Regions from separate parts of the Mus musculus genome. Here all the other regions are linked to region 4. A link is a contact called in public Hi-C data. All regions are on one chromosome and are shown on one strand. The core of a region is the stretch at or near the end of the contact, and the rest is flanking DNA. Distances in the headings are between cores, read along the strand shown. Region 1 overlaps Rcan1 (regulator of calcineurin 1). Region 2 overlaps Rcan1 (regulator of calcineurin 1). Region 3 holds the start of Clic6 (chloride intracellular channel 6). Region 4 has its middle 16 kb from the start of Gm30695.

Evidence for each region. Hi-C and Micro-C count contacts between places; a contact is called where the count stands out from the background.
Region 1: a contact with region 4 is called in a Hi-C map of bone marrow-derived macrophages, with 12 read pairs. The contact joins two enhancer-like sites. A contact is called at or near these places in 4 of 484 Hi-C or Micro-C datasets (bone marrow-derived macrophages, cerebral cortex, myocytes and 1 more) and 1 of 9 other capture datasets (embryonic stem cells).
Region 2: a contact with region 4 is called in a Hi-C map of bone marrow-derived macrophages, with 9 read pairs. The contact joins two enhancer-like sites. A contact is called at or near these places in 1 of 484 Hi-C or Micro-C datasets (bone marrow-derived macrophages) and 3 of 9 other capture datasets (embryonic stem cells, embryonic tail and embryonic trunk).
Region 3: a Hi-C map of bone marrow-derived macrophages shows a contact between it and region 4, with 17 read pairs. The contact joins the promoter of Clic6 here to the enhancer-like site in region 4. A contact is called at or near these places in 5 of 39 promoter capture datasets (the 3T3-L1 cell line, embryonic stem cells, hippocampal neurons and 1 more), 2 of 15 datasets of contacts at CTCF or cohesin (the G1E-ER4 cell line and embryonic stem cells), 59 of 484 Hi-C or Micro-C datasets (the 3T3-L1 cell line, B cells, the C10 cell line and 36 more), 9 of 115 datasets of contacts at active chromatin or transcription factors (astrocytes, differentiating embryonic stem cells, embryonic limb bud and 6 more) and 2 of 9 other capture datasets (adipose tissue and liver).

Annotation. Positions count from the first base shown.
Region 1 is chr16:92,439,111-92,441,999 of GRCm38.p6, forward strand. The region is part of intron 1 of Rcan1 (regulator of calcineurin 1); the gene reads right to left. It overlaps Gm41498 (a long non-coding RNA gene), which reads right to left. Exons shown (of 2, transcript XR_876260.2): 1 at 1-2,889. Among named protein-coding and RNA genes, the nearest start is that of Gm41498, 6.1 kb to the right of the region's middle. Within about 2 kb of position 1,356, at least 29 of the 459 cell types and tissues checked have an H3K27ac peak or open chromatin away from gene starts, as enhancers often do. A contact at or near this core is called in bone marrow-derived macrophages, where this site is marked.
Region 2 is chr16:92,414,403-92,417,499 of GRCm38.p6, forward strand. All of the region lies in intron 1 of Rcan1 (regulator of calcineurin 1), which reads right to left. Among named protein-coding and RNA genes, the nearest start is that of Gm41498, 31 kb to the right of the region's middle. Within about 2 kb of position 1,404, at least 68 of the 459 cell types and tissues checked have an H3K27ac peak or open chromatin away from gene starts, as enhancers often do. A contact at or near this core is called in bone marrow-derived macrophages, where this site is marked.
Region 3 is chr16:92,496,428-92,499,540 of GRCm38.p6, forward strand. Clic6 (chloride intracellular channel 6) reads left to right here and starts at 1,720. Exons shown (of 6, transcript NM_172469.3): 1 at 1,720-3,113. The coding sequence starts at 2,027. It overlaps 2410124H12Rik (RIKEN cDNA 2410124H12 gene), which reads left to right. Exons shown (of 3, transcript NR_165041.1): 3 at 623-943.
Region 4 is chr16:93,545,894-93,548,966 of GRCm38.p6, forward strand. No RefSeq gene overlaps it. Among named protein-coding and RNA genes, the nearest start is that of Gm30695, 16 kb to the left of the region's middle. Within about 2 kb of position 1,383, at least 22 of the 459 cell types and tissues checked have an H3K27ac peak or open chromatin away from gene starts, as enhancers often do. A contact at or near this core is called in Th1 cells and bone marrow-derived macrophages, where this site is marked.

The DNA.
Region 1 (2,889 bases), core at 106-2,605, 1.1 Mb before region 4:
GTCGGAATTAAACCACATGCTTATTGGTCCTGGGGGCTGTTGCTTGTGGGCAAAAATATGGAAGTCATTCCAACACTTCTTCTGGGCTTGATGCCCTCAGCCATAGAATAAGGAGCCATGCTATGCAGTGGTCAGTGGCTACAACTCACTGTGGGGCTTTAAGGCTGATTCTGCTCCATGGTGGGATAGCACTGGATTTGTGTGTGAAGATTTGGTAAAGAATTCATTTGAAAAGAAATGGCTCATTCAGAGCAATATCAGAACTGTACAGTGGACCTATTTGCTATCCACCGAGACAGCGATCCACCGAGGTAAGGCTTCCTCCGGCTTGGTCAACTGCATTGTGTTCATTGGCTCCCAATTCCCAACAAACATCAGCAGACGCTCTGAATGCAAGACAGATTATTTTCTTGGGTGAGGATTTGTTTTTATACCTGGGATTCAAAGATGCCGTCTGACCTCTGTTTGTTGTTTGGGTGGACTTGGGAAGACACTGCCTGAATGTTGTATGAATAGACATGGGGAGACGCCGTCTGAGCACTGTTGGCTATTGCAATGGACATGGAGGGAAGTCACAAGGCTGCTGTTTAAGTAGAGGTGGAAGCTGGCTCTGAGTCCTGTTGGGTATATATGGGAAGATGCTGTCCACATGGATGTGGGAAGATGCTGTCTGGGTGCTGTCTGCATGGATGTGCTGTTTGGATGGATATGGGAAGATGCTCAGCAGAGAACCACAACTTCAGGTTCCACTTGCTCCTGTTTTCTTCCTCGGGTGAGCAGTGGTGTGGAAATGGTGATTCAGAGCAGTGGGGAGGGCTCAGAGAGATGAAGTCACACATTTGGACATAGCTGAGCTCCCTAAGCTAGTCTCTTATGGTAACCATGAGTGATGGAAACCCCTCATCAACATTCCATCACCATGATGGCTGGGCCAAACCTCAGCTAAGCCCTTGGTCATGGCTGCTTCAATCAGTACTAGAATCAGGCTGACTGGCTCCACTACTAATGCATCCTATGACCCCACATGGGTCCACAAGCTCTGGGTCAAGCTCCCATCAGCGACTGTTTTCTCAAGCCCTTCACTGAATTATCGCCCTCAGCACCAGCCTGGACATGACCTCAACCCGACATTGTGACTACCAAGGGCCACCTTTGTACTACTCGGCACGTCATCCTGATCCCAGCTTGCTTCTCTCCAGTATGTAAGAAGAAACTGCTTGTTCCTTCTGAGAGAGAGCGAGAGAGAGAGAGAGAGAGAGAGAGAGAGAGAGAGAGAGAGAGCTCTCTTTGTTCCCACTAACCCTTTCTGCTACTTCCTCTTCCCCAGCGAGCCCCCCCTTTTCTCTCCTGTCTTAGTACCCTGCTTCTCTAAGGTCTACTTCACCCTTTAGTCCTCCCTACTTGTGGTTTCTGTCAGAGCTGGTGCAGAGCACGCTGCTTTCCCAATGGCTAGAAAATGGCTAAGATCACAGTGTTGCAGAAGCACACGGACAGAAAGCATAATGTCACGGATGAAGAGCGCCTTTCCAGGAGGCCCAGCATCCCCAGGAATCCCACAGAAGGGATGAAGGAGAGGAAGGCCGGAAAAACACTTTTTAAAGCTGTTCAGGACTAAAGAAGCTGAGAGGTGAGATGTCAAGAGACAATGTGGAGAGAGGCATTAGGAGGAGGTCGGCCAGGGATATGGCCTCAGGCTTCTGTCAGTCAAACAAGAAAGCCCTCCCCACCCCCATTTCCCCAAATAACATTCATTGGAGAACTGTTCAGGCAGATGTCTTAAATATAGCAGGGGCAGACATATGCACTTTCAGGTATTTTCAAAAGGGCGGAGCATGGTGGTCCACCCCATAATCCCAGTACGTAGGTTGAGACTGGAGGATCATGGAACATTTGAGGCCAGCCTGGACTACACAGTGGGACTCTTTCTCAACTAACAACAACAAAACTAAATAAAGAATGACAGCCAAACAAACATTATTGAGAAATCATGTCATTTACTTTCCATTCTCTCTGTGTGTGTTAATGTGAATGTGGCCCTTTAAGGCCAAAGCAAACCCACAATGGAAGAAGAAGACATGACATTTAGACATTTGTTTAGGAGGCTGAAAGGATCCTGTGATGTGGACAGTTCAGCCCCAGATCTTAGCCAATGCAGAATGCACAACATGAAGGCTGGAGTCTGAGGAAAAGCCAAAATTCAGACTACAATAAAACTCAGGATGCACACAAAAGGATTTAGAGAAACAAAAATGCCACTCAAGATTGGCAGGTCCCACAGGAGGCAAAGCACCACGTGACACACTTCATTGGTGATTTGTGTGTGTGAGAGGCCCACCCTCTTGCTCTCTCCTGCTCAGAGCCATGGCTGGCCCAGCACATTGGTTTGTGTATTTGTTTACCTGGACCCGCACAGGCCCTACCTACTTGCTGAAGGTTTCGGGGACTAAATAAGCCAGGGCTTGCCACTGTCTTTGCCAGGAATGTGCTTCAGGCTCACACTGGGGCCACCCTTCACTTGAGCTGCTCTTTCCAGCGGTACTGCATTGGGGACCCTCCAAAGGCTGGGCTCCAGAGGCAACTGAAATACCCATGAAATGTCTAAGAAACAAAGGCCTGCTGCTAGGGGACAGCAGGGACAGCAGTCTGGTGTCCCAGGGAGCCATCAGGGTCAGAGTGCAGGGGGCAGCCACCATGAAGGAAAGCATGCCAGGACCTGGGAGACACACAACTGCTATGGAAATGCAAACTGTGGCATCCTGCCTGCCCCTTGCATCAGCCACCCTCTTGCACATCAGGACACCCCCCCACCCTCGCTCCCCACTGCCCACCCAACACATGCCCAAAATAGGTAATTTGAATAAGCAAATGAAGTCATACTGGACTTTATGT
Region 2 (3,097 bases), core at 154-2,653, 1.1 Mb before region 4:
TCATACACAGAGAATGCTCACACACAGAGAATGCTCACACACACAGAGAATGCTCACACACAGAGAATGCTCTCACACACAGAGAATGCTCACACACACAGAATGCTCACACACACAGAGAATGCTCACACACAGAGAATGCTCACACACAGAGAATGCTCACACACACAGAGAATGCTCACACACAGAGAATGCTCACACACACAGAATGCTCACACACAGAGAATGCTCACACACACAGAGAATGCTCACACACACAGAATGCTCATACACAGAGAATGCTCACACACACAGAATGCTCACACACACAGAATGCTCACACACACAGAATGCTCACACACACAGAATGCTCATACACACACAGAATGCTCACACACACAGAATGCTCACACACAGAGAATGCTCACACACAGAGAATGCTCACACACACAGAGAATGCTCACACACAGAGAATGCTCACACACACAGAATGCTCACACACAGAATGCTCACACACACAGAATGCTCACACACAGAGAATGCTCACACACACAGAGAATGCTCACACACAGAGAATGCTCACACACACAGAATGCTCACACACACAGAATGCTCACACACACAGAGAATGCTCACACACACAGAGAATGCTCACACACAGAGAATGCTCACACACACAGAATGCTCACACACAGAGAATGCTCACACACACAGAGAATGCTCACACACAGAGAATGCTCACACACACAGAGAATGCTCACACACACAGAATGCTCACACACACAGAATGCTCACACACACAGAATGCTCTCCCACCAGCTGAGGGCTGCTAACAGGAGGGATTTCCGGAGATAACAGGGCGGGCGTGAGGCCCTGTCTCTGCAGAACAAAACAGCAGCAGAAGATTCAACATTTTTTCAGGCCATACGGTGTTGTTGTTGTTTTTGTTTCCCCTCCCTCATTAAATAAAACCCCATCTCACAAAAGCTCTCTATTCCTGTCCGTTCCTCAGCCAAGAACTCGCTACACACTGGCTAAGAGGGAATGACCTTAAAAAGTTGATCTTATGGTGTGATGACAGTTTCCTCCTTATTTAAAAAAAAAAATAAAGAAGCTAGTTTAAATAAATAGTATAGAAACTTTTTTTTCCAAACTAAATAGGCTGTAACTGACAAATAATTGCTGGTATAATTAAATTACTTGGAAAAAAAACACACCAAATTACTAGAGTACTAACAACCCTCCTGTTTATTCTAGAAGTCAATGAAAAAACAAACAAACAAACAAACAAATCTCAACAAGAAAACCTGCAGCTCAAAAGCTGCAGCCTGAAAACAAGTGCTTCCCTCTCCAGCACACTTAGGCATGCAGTTAGCTGCAACTGCAACTCGGAAAGTGGAAGTTGAAAGTCACAGGCAACAGCCGGCAGACCAGGAACTCAAGAATAGGAGGAAGCAGGGTTAGAATAGCAATGGGTTCCTCCCACAGATGTATATTTTACAAGAAATTTCGTTTCTATTTCAGATGTGGAAAGAGAACATGTTTTTCCCACTGAGAGGGGAAACAGAAAAGGTCAGAGGCCGCTGACCCATTACCACGTCTGGAAACAGAACAGTGGAGCCAGTCACTGGTCATGAAGTGACTTAGGAGAAGTGGCTGAGGGACGGGCTGTCCCTGATGAGGACACAGCTCCGATACTATTCTGGGGTCTCTCACTCAGTAAGCTAGACAGTGATTTTGCAGGCCCTAAGAGCCAGGGCAGTGATTCACTGGGTAGAGTACTAGTTACACATGCAGGACCCCTGGAACCCACATAAAGCTACACATGGCTGTGCTCATCTGTAATCACAGCTCTCTTACGGAGAAACGGGAGGCAGAGACACGAGAATCCCTGAAAGCTGACAAGCAGCTAACCTAGAGGGACACAGGGGTGAGCAAGAGACTGTCTCAAGCAGAGTAGACAGCAAGTCCTGACCCCCACAGTTGTCCAGTGACTTCTAGACATGTTCTATGCTATATGCACACCTGTTTGTACATGCACACACACATACACACGTGCGGACAAAGATGAAATAACAACAGTCTTGCAAAAGGGCACAAGGTGCTATGAGACAGCAGCTGCCACCACCAGCAGAACCAGGTTACTGAGGACCTGGCCAGGGACTCCCACCACACAGGCTCTGACAGTGATCTGTCACCCCAGAACAGGTTTCTCCACCAGAGCCAGAGTCTCTCGGTCTGCCACCCTCTAGAGCACAGCCGGCCTCTCCTCTCTCTCCCCTCACTTGCTCCCTAGGAGATACAGGGAGAGTCAACCTATGACATAGGAGGGAAGTGAGAGATTAATTTCCCCACCACTATGGGCTGAATTCTGCTGTCCATAATCATGGAAGTTGGGGGGGGGGGTCTTGAGGAAGGGACTGGATTTGATGAAGTGCCATGGATGGGACATGGGAATCCTCTGTGTTAAGCCACCCAGTCCGTGGTGCTTTGTGATGCTTCAACTGTCACTGGTAGTTTGTGAGAGCCTGAGCTAGGACACTCTCGCCAGTCCATGGTAGTTTGTCTGAGCCTGAGTTAAGAAACCCCCAGACACTCAGCTTTAAAACCAGGGTTTAAGGGTCTATGAATTCCCAACCCATTTTCTTGACTCATTAAGAAGCAGTGAATTAAGACATTCAGTGTCTTTTAATTGCAGCATATGTTTTTGCTTTCAAAGCCACTTGTGAGGCTGACTTTGAAAGCTGGCTCTATGCTGGAGGAGTGAGATTCCGTTCTAGTCAAATGGCAGTTCTCTTCTCCATCTTTCTGACCTGCTGAAAGGAGGCATGACACCAACATGAAGGCAGCTCCTGAACAAGCTAAATACAAGGCACTCTGACAGCTTTACTGAGCTATAACACACATGCTGTTACAGTACAGTCAATATCCTCACATTCTGACAAATGCCTGACATATTGCTTGAGATCATAAATACTGTTTTATGATTGTTGCTGTATTGGTGTGGTATGTGTGGTGTGTGCACGGATCCCTCTTCTGGCCTTGTATGGTTCCACACAATTGGTGCACATAAACTGACAAGAGCACACATTTACACACCAAATAAATAACACGTATA
Region 3 (3,113 bases), core at 470-2,969, 1.0 Mb before region 4:
TCTCTCTCTCTCAATACACCCCCAAAGTCCACACATGGACTTTTCAGGGACACGTTCAAACCACAGCTTTAGTTATCCATCAGGGATGAGCAATGGGGATACAAAGGAAGAATTCAACATGCATCCCTCTCTTGTCAAGATAACAGGATCCTCTGTGGGTGTGGTGGCTAAAAGCAGTAAGAGCCTGAGAAGTCAAACTGAAATCCCCACGGCTCCATCATTCTTAGGCAACGCCTTCCCGGGTGCTTGCTCAGCATCCTTGGAGGTCTTGAGTTCAGTCTCCAGCATTTTATCGAGACGTGACGAGGTGATGTAATCTCAGCAAAGGCAGGGTCAAAGTTCAAGATCATCCTGTGTTATATTGTATGCTCTGGGCCAGCCTGGGCTACATGAGACTTCGCCTCAAACAAAACAAAAACAAAACAAAACAAAACAAAACACCCAACCAATTTAAATTATGTTGAGATATTATCTGTCTATGAAAAAAATTCAAATCTTTTATTGTGAAAGGATGTTGAATGTTATCAAGTGCCTTGTCTGTACCTACTGAGATGAACACATTTTGTTTCAAAAAAAAGATTTATTTATTTTTTAATCATCTGTATATATGTTATTCTTGCAGGGGTTTGTGCATGTGAGTGCAGGTGCCATTTGAAGCCAGAAGAGGGCGTTGGATCCTCAGAACTGGAGGAAGTTGTGAGCTACCTGATGTGGGTGCAGTACACACTCTTAATTCCAGAACCATTTCTCCAGCCTGCATGTGATTTTTAAAGTCATACATTCTGTTGTTTTGACGCATTGCGCCTATAGATTTGCATGTGTTGAGCCACCACTGCAACCTCCAACCTCCAACTTGATAGCCGTGGATGATCTTTTTGATATGCTGTTGTATTCAAACCCTTGGTGTTTTGTTAATAATGTTTGCATCTATACTCATCAGCAATATTGGTCTAGAGTTGGTGTGTCCTTTGATAAGGGGGAAATGCTGGCCTCACAGTTTGGGGTGGGAGGTCCTCTCTCTATCAATTCAGTGGAATAGTTTTGAAAACTTCTCTGAAAGAAGTTTTTGACGGGTGATAGTGGGGGACTCCTGGCCCAGTTAATTCTATAACTTCCTTTTTTCCCATCCCGAATTTTCTTCCCCCACCTTCAACCCCCAACGCCCTAACCACGATATTGAGACCCAAGCACTGGACATGAGTAAGGAAATCTGAGTCCGAGGGATGCACAGATTCTTAGGGTCTTCAGGGGCTGGAGAAGGAGAGGTATCCGTCTGGTTCTCCTCCCCTCCCCCCACCACCTCAACAAGCACGCCAGGCTATTGTCCCTTCCATCTTTAGGTTCCTGGAACTCACAGAAATGGGAGGGCAGCCATTCCTCCCTTTGGGGTTAATACCTTTTCTGTGGAACCTGAGGCAGGGATGGGATGGGTCTATTCCACTCAGCATCAGAGTCGCCTTCATGGTGAAGTGAGGTAAGGTGGGAATCCAATACTGAAGTATGTGACCGTGATTTAAATGGCTCTGAAACTTGAAGCTGTTCCAGAAAACGCTAAAGTGGCCAGTAAAATCAGTCTTTTCATTAAAATCCACAAAAGCCGCAGAAAGGCTGTCATTGGCTAGCTTCCCAGGCCACCCAAAGTGGCTAGGAGGTGGGGAAGACAAACCCCGCCCAAGCCCTAAGAGGGGAGAACTGGCTCTGAGAATTTCTGGTCAACCCTTGAGACCGCAGGGAACCAGCCCATCTCTTCCAAAGACTTCAAGAGGCAAGCTGAGTTCTTTAGCCCCACACCCTGGCCTGCACAGAAGGATTGGGGTCCGGGCGCGAATTTAGGAGAAACAGGAACTCTTGAGGAAGAACCCAAAGACCTTAAGACAGGGAAAAGGGACATAGAGTCTTGGGGCCCTCTAGATTTTGCATCAAGCGAAACCTTCGCTTCTAGAACCGCGAGTGGGGTGTCCTCCCGGAGGGGGCACGTCAGCCCCTGCCCCTCACCCTGAGCAGCGTCGAGGAAGGGTGTTTTACCATGGCTGAGGCCACGGAGCCCAAGGAGGTCGCTCCAGGTTCCCAGGGGCAACCCGAAGGTGCGACAATCGAGGGACCAGGAGAGCCAGGAGCTGCGGACCTGGAGGGGCGGGAAGCGAGCGAGGAAGCTGCAGAGGCACCTAGGGACCTGGGGGCGGGCGTAGAGGCCAGGGCCTCGGGGAAGGAGGAAGGAGGCTGTGGGCAGGACGAGGGAACTGGGGGAGCGCAGGCGCAGGACCCGCGCACCGGCCCTGAGGCCGAGACGCCGGGCGCCAGCGGAGCTCCAGGTGAAGCGGAGGCTGCGGAGCGCGACCCCGAGGGCGCGATCCCGCAGGGAGCGGAGGAGGCGCCAAGCGCCCAGCAGGTGCAGGGGATGAGCTCTGGGTTAGACTCTCAGGGTGAGGCCCCCGAGGTCCCTGGGGACTCTCGCCGGGAGCCCGAGGACCCCACGGCCTCAGAGGCAGGGGAAGAGGCAGAATCTGGTCAGGAAGCGCAGGGAGGCGGCGCGCTAGGGTTGCAGATCAACCCAGAAGTCCAGGGACTTGCAGGGGACAACATGGACACAGAGGCACCCGCAGGAGGGCCACTTGGGTCGGAGAGTGAGCCCCAGGGTGGAGGGGAAAGCAGCCCTCAGCCCCAGGATGAGGCGATTGAGATTGTAACCACAGAGATCGGAGGGAACGAGTCCGGGGAGCTGGCGGGCGCTTCGGCCGCAGACGCCGCGGGGGAAGGGGAGACCCTGGGGAAAGACGGGTCCGAGGAAGCAGCTTCCGAGGATGCGAGAGTAGATGCTCATGAGAATGGGGACCAGGGCAAGCTCCAGGAGGAGACCGGGGAGGAAGAAGCGAGGCCAGAACCCGAGTTGAAGGGACCCTGCGAGGGGGCCATCCAAGAGAAGCCCCCCGACGGCAGCCTTGATGGAGAGGAGGCCAAATCCACCGAACACGAGGAGGAATCCCAGGCAGAGCTCAGCAACCACTTAGCTGAGGAGCCCAGCGTCCAGGGTGGAGAAGAGTTGGGGCGAGTGAACGGCCGCAGGGAGAATGGCCCAGCATTGGAGGAGGGGGATCCGGGACAGGAGCACGACA
Region 4 (3,073 bases), core at 133-2,632:
AGGATTTTCAGGTCATCAAACAGCAACTGAAGTGGAACCATTGCCTCTGTGCTGAGAGGCTCAGTGCTGCGGAACACTGTGTTATGAATGCTAACAAGAGACACAACACTGCAGCAAATGAAAGGCAGAGCTTCTGAGGAACCCATGCTCCCCAACCCAAGATTGCCTTCCCGTGCTCCTCAATCCAAGACTGCCTGCCAGTGCTCCCCAACCCAAGACTCCCTGTGCTCCCCAGCCCAAGACTGCCTGTGCTCCCCAGCCCAAGACTGCCTGCCAGTGCTCCCCAATCCAAGACTGCCTGCCAGTGCTCCCCAACCCAAGACTGCCTGTGCTCCCCAACTCAAGACTGCCTGCCAGTGCTCCCCAACCCAAGGCTATCTCTTACAAACACCCTGACCAATGATCATGGATAGCCGAGCAGTGCAAGTCAGTTGTTAGGCCAACTACTGCCAAGCATTTCCTGGCAAAGCTTTGCTTCTCTTTCTGGTCTGAGATGCGTTGTTTGCTTGGTGAAATCCAAAGACATGAGAACCTCCTATGGTAAATGTTGATATAAGGAAAATGTCCTAGGTGACCAGCCGTATTTATCAAGGTATTATTTCCACCACCTGCATGGAGTTTACCAAGTAGGCGGGGTAGGGTCGCTATCTTGTGTGCGTTCAGCTTGAGTTGCCTGGATACCATGTCTTGGGCTCAACAGGGAACATAAATCTAACTGTGCCTCTCTTTACTTCAGCCATAGGAATTCCAAGTTAGATCATATCACCGGGCCACGTGAGCAAGCCCTATGCATTCTAACTCTCCGTGTGGCTTGCCCAAGCTGCCCTCTGCAACCAAAGGCAGGAAGCATCCCAATTAAAAAGATGTCTTAGAGTCTCATCATACATGGGCAGCTTTCAAGACTTCCTCCCTTCTCAGGCCTCGGTTTGAGGTCAATCACTTCTAATTGCTGGCGATAGAAAGGAGTTGATTGCTAATTCCCTTTCTGTAGCTAAATTGCTGGCACATGTTAATAACATCCTCGTAAGTTCCATTTGTGGTCGGCCATCAGGACCCATTAATTCTAAGATATGTTTGGCTTCCATAAACCAAAAACAGAGAGGGAATTTGGGGGAAAAAATCAGCCTAGAAAGGGGCATGGCTGTACATTCCATAGTAGAGATAAAACTTTACAGTTGTCACTACTGAGAAACCTTAAAATACTACCAAAAACTGTGAGAAAAAGTGTGTGTGTGTGTGTGTGAACATGAATGTGCCTGTATGTGCATGCATGTGTGTATGTGAATATGCAGGCATGCATGTACGTACATGGGCACCTGTGCGTGTATCTAGAGTGATCTGCTGTTGCCTAATTCTGCTCCTGGGTAGAGTGGGTGGAGATGGTAAGAAGAGGCTGCTGTAACCGATGACTGGTAGCAAGCTCAGCAGCAGAGAGCAACTGGGGGGGTGGGGAGGGCAGGAACTGCAGGGAGCAGAGGCAGCTGGGCTGAAAGGGGAAGCTGAGACAATGCAGAGTCAGGCCTTGGATGAGGGAAGGCTGCAAAGAGTTAAAGTTAAGAGGCAGCAGCAAAAGTTGATGCCAGCTGCTGCTATGAGCTAAGGGTCCCAACATCCAGAGCTTAAGAGATATGACCTGACCCACGGAATCCTGCTGCTATGATCCATACACGAGGGTGGTCCCACTGTCTGGGCCCAGGGCAGGAAGCCTCCCAGCCTGCGCCTCTTGTGGGGAGCTTGGGACTATATGCCCAGTCGTGGGGACCCAGATCTGGAACTCAGAGCTATATGCCTCTGGGTCTGTTAGTCCAGCCTACATCTGGGACAAAGAGACCCAGAAGTCCCACCGCCACTGTTTGCTTACTTACAATTTTAGCCTAAGAGGAGCAAAGGAACCCAGACTGTGCATCGGTAGCAGAAGAGAAAAGCCCACTCACCCCTGTACACTTTTTTTTGTAATTTTTTATGAGCCTATGATTATTCCCAAACATAAGGTTAAAGACAAAATAGAATGAGTTCCATGCAACCTGCTTTGTAACTTCACCGAGGTAGTGGGGACAGGTGCTTACATTCTCTGTCATACCCAACTTTCTGACCTCGCTACTGTCTACCCGGAGCCACTTCAGGAATCTAATTATGACTAGATGTTCCTCTTGGCTCCCTTCTAACCATTTACAAGCCAGATCACTGTGCATCCTCTCCAGAGACAGCTGGTCAGGACGAATATTGTAGCAGCTTGCACAGTTTCTCCCCGTCTCCCACACACAGGCCTCCCTAACCCCAAGCTATCACTACACTAAGCTGGATCATGGGCCAGGAGGAAATGCTTTGTTGACAGGCCAGTTGTCCCCTCAAGACTTCTGGTCAGCAGTAAAGCCCAGGGCATGCACACCCAAGACCACAGGCAAAGAACCACAAGCCAACATTTTCTGTCACCACATCCAAAGTATCTTCCTGTTATACAAAGAAGCAAGCCACCACACCACTGCCACCACCACATTCCTGATACCACCATACTGTCACCACCACATGGCCAGAACTGTACAAAGTGCACTTAATCAACAGAAAATATCTTCGTGTTATAACACTGGGATAATTTCTCATCCCTCTAAACTATCCCCACCCCCAGAGAATGTCTGACAGGACTGACTGGTTGGAGTTAAACAACCAGATTCAGATTTTCAAACAAACAAGCGAGCAACTATTCAGCTTCTTGAGAGTCTGAGTGGATGGCAGACACCACTGTGGAGCAAGAAGAGGCTCTGCACCAGGAGGTGGAGTTGAGTCGGGACCGTGGAACATGATGGTATGGGGTGTGTGCTCCTCCTACCCTGGTCCATCCGACCCTGTGCTCTGCATCCTGCTTGCTGATACCATTCCCCACAGAGAAAGAAAATCTTAAAGAAATGTTTAAGAAGAGGAGCCCTCAGATTCCCACAACTCCACACTTGGCACTTTCAGTGAGTACTGTAAAGACAAATGAGGGGCAGAAATTCAGGGGGAACAACCCGAGGGGCCGCGCCCAATACACCCAACTGCCAGGAAGAAAAGAAGTAGAAACCAGCTTTCACTGCCT